2 separate regions of the Rattus norvegicus genome follow, and region 1 is linked to region 2. Evidence: chromatin contacts called from public Hi-C data. All regions are on one chromosome and are shown on one strand. The core of a region is the stretch at or near the end of the contact, and the rest is flanking DNA. Distances in the headings are between cores, read along the strand shown.

Region 1 (4,593 bases), core at 1,881-4,380, 350 kb after region 2:
GAAAAACAAAAAAAACAAATGAGAGTAATACAAAAACAACAAAATAGGAAAAAAATAGCCAAAGAGAAACATAATAAACACATACAGATGCAGAGACATACATACTCACACATACAGGAATTCCATTTTTAAAAAAAAGTACAAAAATTGAAGCCATAATATATACCCAAAGGACCCAGAGCAGAATATTTTTATCGCCAAGTCTACTTTGATAAGAAGAGCTTGCATCTCTCTCTAGTGACCCAAATCATTGTGCTGCCTTCCTCGGTTTGCCCTCTAAATTTCAGCTCCAGTCAAACTTAGCAAATGCCTCCTGGAGACCTGTTGTGCACAGTATTAGAAGCAAGGTGGATTTTTTAAAGCTGCTAATGGTGTAATAAATGCCTTAGGGAATCTCAGAATTTTAAATAACAAGTAGGGACAAAAATTTTCTGCTTTCTGCATACTGTCCAATTCTGTCATTTAAAAGGGGGTTTACTTTTAACTGAGTATGTGTGGGTGTGCACACATCAGTGCAGGAGTCATTGGAGGCCAAAGGTACCAGATGCCTCGAGGCTGGAGTTAATTGTGAGCTACCCCAATGTGGTAGCTGGGGACGGAACTTGGGTTCTCTGCAAGAGCGGCAGATGTTCTCGACTCCTGGGCCACAGAGGAAGTTTCCCTTGGTCCCCTTACTCTGTACCATCCTAAATATTATTGGAGATATAGAATTATCATATTTCAAGTCCAATTTTCTCTCCTCCCTATGTCTTAAAGGAACAGTATTCCAGGCATTGTCACAACTGGGATTCTGGATTTTTTTTCTCCTTTCATTGTTATAAGATTTCTGATTTACTTTCCGTAAGCCTAATTCTCATATCTGTCTCTTCTGGAACAGAAGTCTTAGAAAAGAGAAACCTGACACCTGCACAATTCCACATTTTCTTGAACGGCCACTGTCAGTATCATAATATTAGTATCTGTACAATTTCCAGCCTCCCTTTCATTTACATAAACAGGAACCTGTGGCTCACCAGGCTTAAAATGTAATGCATGATCAAACTTGTAGTCTATCCTAGTTTCTATTGCTATGATAAAATGCTCTGGCCAAAAGCAACTTGGGGATAAAATGGTTAATTTGATCTTTCGATTTACAGTGCATTGTGGAAAGTCAGGACAGGGATTCAAGGCAGGAACCTAGAGGCTGACCATGGAAGAACACTACTTAACAGCTTGCTTAATTTGCTTTTCTATACCACCCAGAACCATCTTGAAAAAGTACTTTTATTCACCTGATGCAGTTGTAGTCTTGGAGGAAGCTCACCTGCTCTTTCTGAACTCTGGCTGACTGGTTTAATTCAATTGTTCTGGCTCAAACTCCTCTCCAAGCTGACTGATTCAATCTGGCTTCTCTCAGCTTCTTGCTGAATTGCCCTGCTTGGCCTCAAGCAAACTGGCAATTTGTTCTAATCTTCTGGCTCCTTCTTATTCTCTGGCTTCAGTTGCCTCTGCTGACCTGCACTGAACTGCATGAGCTCACGAACAAACTCAACTCCACTCACCATATTCACTGCATTGACCTCAACTGACTGACTGAATTCAACTGAACTGACTCACTGACCTACTCTTCCAAACATGCTCCTTCACTCTATAAACTTTACTTTCATTGCTTGGGATTAAAGGTGTGTCTGTATTCCAGTCAGAGTAGCCATGTTGCTGGATTAAACTGCCTAGAGATAGCACTGTCCACAGGGTTCTATAGAGGAGCAGAATCAATGGGGGTCGGGGTGGGGACGCGGAGAGCTTACTAAGTCAACTTACAAACAGTGAACACAGCAACACAGCTGAATTACAGCCGAAAACTCAGTAGTTTCTTCATCCCTGGTGCCTCAGAGTAACACCCCCGCCCCCACTCCCCATAGAGACCATCTCTCACTGGGGAAGCTGACATAGTTGCTCTGTCCACAAGGTTGGATGCTTCAGCTGTCTCCATCTGGTGCCAAAAACCTGAAAGAATCCTGGAGAGCTGCTGCTGGTGGTCCTTAGATCATGATAGAAAACTGAAAAAACTGCTTCTGGTGTGGAAGTATTCAACCACAGTAGCAGAAGAAATCAACTGGGCAACATAAGGAATGGACAAGCCAGCAAGAGGTGATCTATCTTTTTTTTCGGCCATGACCTTTCAAATCTGGACTGCTACTAGAAGATAACACCCTCAATCAGAGTGGGTCTTCCCAATCATTTAAGGCATTCAGGAAACCTATTCTGGAGGTCCTAACTTTCAATAAAGTGCCATAAATATCAACCATAATATATAGGTGCTCGAAGTTCGGCAAATCTGGTTCGGAATCCAGTATGCTTTTAGTGATTTCGCAGGTCCTCAGATGGGATGTAGTTTCCTCCCCCAGGCAACCTTTGGCAATACCTAGTGACCTTTTTGGTTGCCAGGAATTTGGTTGCAATCAATGGGTTGTGGTCTTCTAGTGGGCAGAGCCCAGGAATGCGGCTATATGCCACAAGGCTCATCCAGCCTAAAAGTTCAAGAATGGGTTGCTGAGAAACCTAGTGTGACAGAATGCTTTCTGCACTCCCTCTACCCCATTCTGATCTTATTCCCAAGGATTCATGATTAACTATTGGAAAAATAAACAACTCGCAGAGAGCCGCGGGTTCCATTTAAAATGAAACGATCTTTGTGGCTTTAAAATAAAGGGAGAGCGAGTGTAGGAGCTGAGGCACTCAGTAGGCAGAAAGGGAATTCAAACTAATTCTTACAAACTAAAACCGGGGCTGCAGGAGATAACATTCTGGTCAAGAGCGCTAGACAGACAGGCCTGGGGACCTGAGTTCGAATCCCAGGCACCCAAGTAAAACGTAGGTGTGGTAACGGAAATAGATGTGATTCATTTTCCTGACAGTTCACTCTGGATAACTGCCAGTCTCCCAGAGCAAGGGACTGGCACCCGGGGCCCTTCTGTCAGTCGCTAGCATCTTCTGTAGCCTGGAGCGCCTGGGAGCGCGGGCGGGGTGGGGCCTAGAGCACACGTCCCCATATTGTGACGTCATAATCTGCAGCCGCGGACCGGCCCCTAGCAACCGGCCTGGCGACGGTCACTGTGGCCCATTGCGCCCCCGCGGGCCAGGTCTTTCCAAGTTTCACCTCCGCTGCGGGGGGCCCGGCTTGGTCCCTGTAAGAACCAAGGGGACAACCGCGGAGGCCGCAGAAGGACTAGGCATGGATGGCAGCCGGAGAGGTAAGGGGCTGAGCGGGTCCGGGCAGCGCGGGTCCAGGCTGCGCCCTGGCCTTTGGGTTGCCTGCCAGCTCCTTCTCCAGTGTCGCGGGGTAATGGCTGGAGCTGGAAAGGCCGGGAACTCAAGGAGGCTCCGCATGCCCTGCTCATTGATCTACTGCCTGATCTTGAGTTTGTCACCCTGATACCCACCCCCTGACTGGGACCCTGCAGCCTGCGTCACCTAGTATTTCCTAGGCAGAATGCTAAGCCTAGTCTTTGAAGTCTTTGAGCCCCAGATCAGGCCGGCTGCTTTCACAGAAACAACCCTCAGTTTCCTCATCATGAACGTAGTGGGTAAATACCCACGCCACCGAGTTCTTGGAGATTAAGTGCAGATAATATGTAGCAAGCTCCTGGTGCATTTTAAGTACATGAAATCTCCCATTCCCTCCCTCCCACCAGAACTGACTCTCCCAGAGCTGGCTATAATTCAGTTGCTCCAAGATGGGAACTGGGATACCGTTTTTGTAATAAATTTCCAATGTGGCTGGTTTGCGGCTATGGTAGACTGAATATTTAATGGCAAAAGACTACCCATAATCACAGTGTACACCTTTTTTTTTTTTTTTTTTTTTTGTCTTGAGTCATATTCTGAGTCAACTGAAGTGGAGTGTTTGAAGTAGTTTGTGACCTCTACAAACTCTGCAGCCTAGTCGAAGTTGAAACTCCACAACTGAAGTATTCATTCTTAAGACTGAAATAGGCAACACAAGAGTGCACACACACACACACACACACACACACACACACACACACTCTCAGGACTGGTGTTGTCTAATTAAAGGGTACCTTTGAATCAATCTGCTAATGATTCCTCCTTGAATTAAGCCTTGCTTTCATTTTGCATGCACCTTTATTATACACTAATTGATCCAAATAAGTGTAGCGTTTAGTGTAGAAGGTCAGCAGGCAGGATATTCAGACGCTATCCCAACCTAAGCGCTAGAAAAATCACACCAAAATGTTGTTATGATCTTCAGAAATATTTACAGAACAAACTTTAAAACCTTTGCTGTCTTCCACCCATAACTCAACAACACACAAGTCCTGTTAAATGGGTATTATTCATATTTTGAAATAAATAAAACAAAAGATTATAAATAATTCCTCTGGTGTCACACACAGTTGGAGACAGAACAAGTTATGAACCCAGACTAAGGATATAAAACCCTCAAATTCTTTTACTTACATTTGTGTAGTAATAGACTTTGTGAGGTTTTGGTGTTTATTTTTAAATGAGGTGACAAATGTAAAAGGATTTGTACTTAGTAACTTACCCAGGTGGCTTCACTTTTAGCCCATAACATATAGTAATATCATT
Region 2 (5,115 bases), core at 2,578-5,077:
CTGTTGTTTGCAGCAAAGAACGCTGGCTGAATGTAATCCTCAGTGAATGTAATCATGACAGCGAATTCTCTCACTGCGAAAATTGCCACCTCTCCCTGTAGTTCGTTAGTCAGTGATGTTTACTGCAAAGATTTGTTCAAGTAATAGAAAGCCAGGAGGTTTCAGTGCCATGCTTCAAAGGAAATACACTTAGTCTCCTTTCAACTGTCAATATCAACTGTTAGAGGGGAATTTTAGAGTCTACTGAGTTCCTAGAGCTGAAGAAAATGACAGTTTATGTTAATTACCCTCATTTTCTGTCACTGTAACCAAACAAGCAATAAGGCAAGAAGCAACTTGAGGGAGAAAGGGTTTATTTGTCTTAGAGTTGAAGTATAATTTATCACAACAGGGATAATAGGGCATCAGGTGTCATGGGCCTGGTCACCTTGTGTCCACAACCAGGAAACAGAGACAAAATGTGGGGACAGACTATAAAATAATCAAGGCCCATTTCACTGACTCTTGAGGGTTCCACAACCTTCCCCAAACAGCACGGCCAGTGGGGACGAAGTGTTCACACATAGGTTCTGCGAACATTTCATGTTCAAACCACAACACAGTACAACAGAGAGATTATTTCAATATACAGCACAATGCTGCCCAACAGAGAATGCCAAACACAGACAGCATTCGAACTATATATTAGGCACACTAATGACAAGACTGAATATTAGCCTTGGTAGTTTATTTTTACTTAACCCCAGATATTGCCCTCATCAACAACCTATATTATGCTCTTCATAACTTTCTAAGAGACCTTACTTTATGCATTTGTCACATCTGAATTTGGATATCATCAGGATTTCCCCAAGCAAGTAGCCCAGAACCCCAGCCTTTCCATTCCTCTCAGCCGCCTCTTTCAAAACTAAACTCATAGCCTTTTCCACTCTCACTTTCTGCCAAGGACCCTTTCTCATTAGGCAACAAACACAACATGACTAATTACATGGACAAAAAAAGGAATAAAAATGAGAAAACATACCAGGGCGTCAGAACTTGATCCCACCCTGTTTGCTCGCTGCTTTTAATCTCAGAAATTGCACCAGACAAGTGATGCAGCTTTAAAAAAAAAAAAAAGGAGAAAGGGGAGGAAAATGTCCTTCATCAGCAGAATAACTGCCTACACTGTCTGCCATATGGAGAAGCTGCAATCCAGAGAGTCTGCATTCATTTGCCCTGTTTCCCATTTTTAGCCCAAGCACGCTGCCTCTGACCACTGTTGAGGGCCTAGTGTGAGCTCAGAAGATCAGAAAACAGACTGGCCAAGAATTCTGGCCCCATAGGGCCAATGTTCAAATAACTTTTTTATTGATTTGGCCTTTATATTATCAAAATGCCTCCATGTCTCTGGGCTCTGAAATTTCTCCAACTGTTCATTTAAATGCCACTGTAATTAAAATTCGGTGCCAGTGCAGTTTTAACAAGAGGCAGAATCCATGAAAGTTGGTGTCTCCTTATGTGAGGTGAGCAAGTTTTGCTCACTAACTTTTTATTCCTTCTTTAAGCAGAAGCAAAAGTTTGTATCTGCCGTGTTCTCTAACTACATCCTCTTTTTTCAAATGTTTGAAGAGTAAAGGGCATAGAGATTCGATATGGATGTGAAAATACTCTTTCTCTACAAACAGAAGTATGGTCTCTTTGGGTAAAATTAGATCTTGTGCAAATTGTGAACTACCCATGAAATAGAAACAATAGTTAGGCAAATGTGCAAAACCAAGCAAAAAAGAGATATGGGGATTATAGTCATAAGTAGATCGAAATTATTATTTCATTTTGGCAAATTTTTAATCCCCTCGTTTCTGTATGTGTGTGTATGCGCTTGATGTGTGCAGATTCATATGTATGTGTTCATGTGTGCAGATGCGTGTGTCAGCCTGAGGGCCACCTTGGGACTTGTTCCTCAGGCTTCATCATTCTTTTCTTTTAAATTAAAGACAAGTCTTTCTCTAACCCAGAGTTTGCCTGCCTCTACCTTCCCAGTACTGAGATCACGATCACATGCCACCATACTTGCTTTGTTTGACATTGCCCCTGAGGCTCGGACTTAGATCTTCATGGTTGCAAGGGAAACACTGCATTAAGTGAACCCCCACACCCCAACGCTGAAGCTTTAGGTCATTACTGCTTTTACATTTTACCTTAATTTTCCATCATCTCAATGACAATATATCCTGAAGTTTTCAACTACTACATGTTATTTACACATTCTTACTTCACAAATTCATTATTGTTACAATTCTTTCTTGTTATTATTGTTTGTTTTTGAGACAGTATGTACACAGAGTATCCTGGAACTCACTGGGTAGACCAGGCTGGCCTTGAACTCAGCGATCCAACTGCCCCTGCCTCCCAGATACTGAGATTAAAGGTGTGCCCCACCACAGCCCAGCGTATTCTTATGATTCCTGAAGACATTCTAAGAAAATTTCAAAAGCCTTTGCATCTCCCTTATACACCTCACTTAACTGCAGGAAGAAATGTCTCAGCTATGGCATCGCTTTTTTTTTCAACTATAAACACAGACTTGGCATATCCTGAGTAGAGCCTAAAATTAAGTTAAAATTTTCCACTCTCGATTTCATACTTATAAAATAGCCTTGCCTTAATTTCTAATCAAAGTTTATTTGGATACAGTTTAAAGATGGTATCTCACTTTAGCTTTCTCAAAAGTAGAATGTTCTAAAAACTAATTTCACTTTGCATTAAACTACTTTACCTTGTTTAAAGTAGTTTTACCTTGTTAAAGTACAGCCATTAGTGTTTTAAAAGCATAATCTATAGCACTCCCGAACACATTTTCAAATTCCATGATTAGCTATTTGCCTGACCCAGTCCCATCAGCTGCTTTTAGCAATCACTGTTTCCTTTTCCCAGAGGATTACCAGAAGAGAAGATGATTCTGTAATCGAATACTATACATCTAATCCTATTAGTCCCCCAGGAGAGAAGTTCTCCCAGAGCTGTCTGTCTTGACCTGCTCAGATCCCCACATTAATCCCCAAACCCACTCTACCTCCTCTGCTTTATTCTCCATGAAACAACTCACCCCAAATCGGTCCACAGCGTCTTCTCCATCCTCACACCCAGATCACTCATCCTACCTCATTCATGCACATCTAGAAGTGTTTAAGCTTCTGTGGCATCCAGGGTGACAGCAAGTAGCCCTCTCTTACATGATGGTATGCTCATTCCCACGGAATAGTCAGAGCCTATGTAGATGCCCTCACAGTCGATCTAATAGGCAGGTGTAGTGACAGGATTAAGACATTAAGAAAAGCATCAAAATCAGAGGATGTAGAGATGAATCACCTGGGAAGAGTCCTTGATGTACAGTATGAGGACCTGAGCTGGGATCCTAGTGCCCAAATGTATGATCATAGCCCCAGCACAGTGGACAAGTAGAGACAGGAAGAGTTTGCTAGCTACCAGTCCAGTTCCGGCATCAGTAAGAGGCCCTATGAAAAGGCATAAGGCAGAGCAAGGTACACAGGACACTTTTCCTGGTTTCCAAAAGTGTGCACACATGCATACATCAGTCACACACATATGCATGAAAAAGGCATACAAGTATACATTTATAATTAAGACACAAAGAGAATGGATTATGAAAATCATAGGACAATACATGACCCAAACATCATTTCAAGTACAGAAGGATCCTTTTGTTTGAACTCAGATAAAGTAAGCCTTCTCATTAAAAGGCTGCTTCCTCATTGGCTTATGACAAAATACGAGCGCAATTTCCTGTCCCCACAACACTACTGGTTTCTCTTCTTGATACAAGCAGAGTTGCCACCCTCCTCAGACAAGAGAAGCATCACTCCAGAAACGGGTGAGTATGAGATTAAAAACTAGAACACGATTTCAAAGTAGATAGCGTACTTTTAGTATCTAGTGTACTTTTGGCAGAATGATCAAGAAGGTACTATGCATCTGCTTTGGGATTTGTGAGTGTAACAAGACCAAGCTTTGTGTGAGAGATGCGAATGAGGAAGACACATGGTTTCTTCTTCTTTGAGTAGTAGGACCAGGGATGTCAGAACTCAAACTTAGAAGTGGTTAGGTGATGATATGGGGTTAGCCAAGGGGACGCTGTGTGCCCAGCTCTCTCCTCAGGATGCAGTATTGGCAAACTGATGGTTTAGGAAGAATCTCTGCCAACCTGGGCAGGAGAGCTACCTGCTGTTACCTCCCCACCGGTGCAGGAGTCTGGGAATCGCTTTTACATTCATCAGAACTCGTGTGAGGTTAGAAAATTATGTTTCTGGTGTCATTTAGCATCCGCGGTAACTACTTGTTAATAAATAACAGTCATAGTAGCGGAGACTTGTGGAGACTCAAAAGGCAGCAAGCATGTTTTAGGTGAAAGTGTCTCTGTAATGCTGTGTGCAAGCAATTTGCCTTTAGCTATTGTCATCAATAATTTATATTACTTTTAGAGCCACACTATAGATTGCCTTTATTTTTTTTTTATAAAACTCAACCTTGGATCATTCATATTTTCAGTGAGGGTGGCAAAATTTCTCAAAATTTCACTAAAGCATCCTAAATAATATTTGGAAGGATACAGGAATAATGTGTTTTGTATATTTTTTTAAATGCATTTCCACCGACTCAACAAGAGCTATCTGACATGCTGGCTTGGTATCGCACTTGACGACAGTCAAGGATGACTTCCTTTTAGGAAATCTGTGGGGCGGTAGAAGGGAAAGCACTACATCGCTGACGTTAACATATGGTATAGACTTTCCCTGTGCTTGGCTCTGGGCCCCACAGGCCACCTCATCTAACTCTCAGAGCAACCCTGTGCCCTGAGCACTAACTTACATGAGAGGAAACAAACTTAGAAGAACCACAGATTCCCCCCAAGAACTTTGAGAACCTTTCCACAAGCGACCACAAGCACATATTATACTGCCTCTGTTGCTCAACAGACAAGATGCTATCTGGTTCATCAAGCCACCCTGGCTGGTGGCTGCTCTCGGCAAGGGAGGAAGTGCTAAAGAAATGTATTCCGTTCAGAACTGTAAAACCTCACTAAAATAATTCTCTCTGTCTTCGCTTTTGTAGAAA

The links. Hi-C and Micro-C count contacts between places; a contact is called where the count stands out from the background.
Region 1: a contact with region 2 is called in a Hi-C map of liver, with 2.4 times the contacts expected there. The contact joins the promoter of Spata7 here to the promoter of Gpr65 in region 2. A contact is called at or near these places in 3 of 12 Hi-C or Micro-C datasets (the A7r5 cell line, frontal cortex and liver).

Annotation. Positions count from the first base shown.
Region 1 is chr6:123,606,484-123,611,076 of GRCr8, forward strand. Spata7 (spermatogenesis associated 7) reads left to right here and starts at 3,131. Exons shown (of 12, transcript NM_138862.3): 1 at 3,131-3,233. The coding sequence starts at 3,215.
Region 2 is chr6:123,250,927-123,256,041 of GRCr8, forward strand. Gpr65 (G-protein coupled receptor 65) reads left to right here and starts at 3,828. Exons shown (of 2, transcript NM_001106751.3): 1 at 3,828-3,874. It also overlaps a transcript of Galc not described here.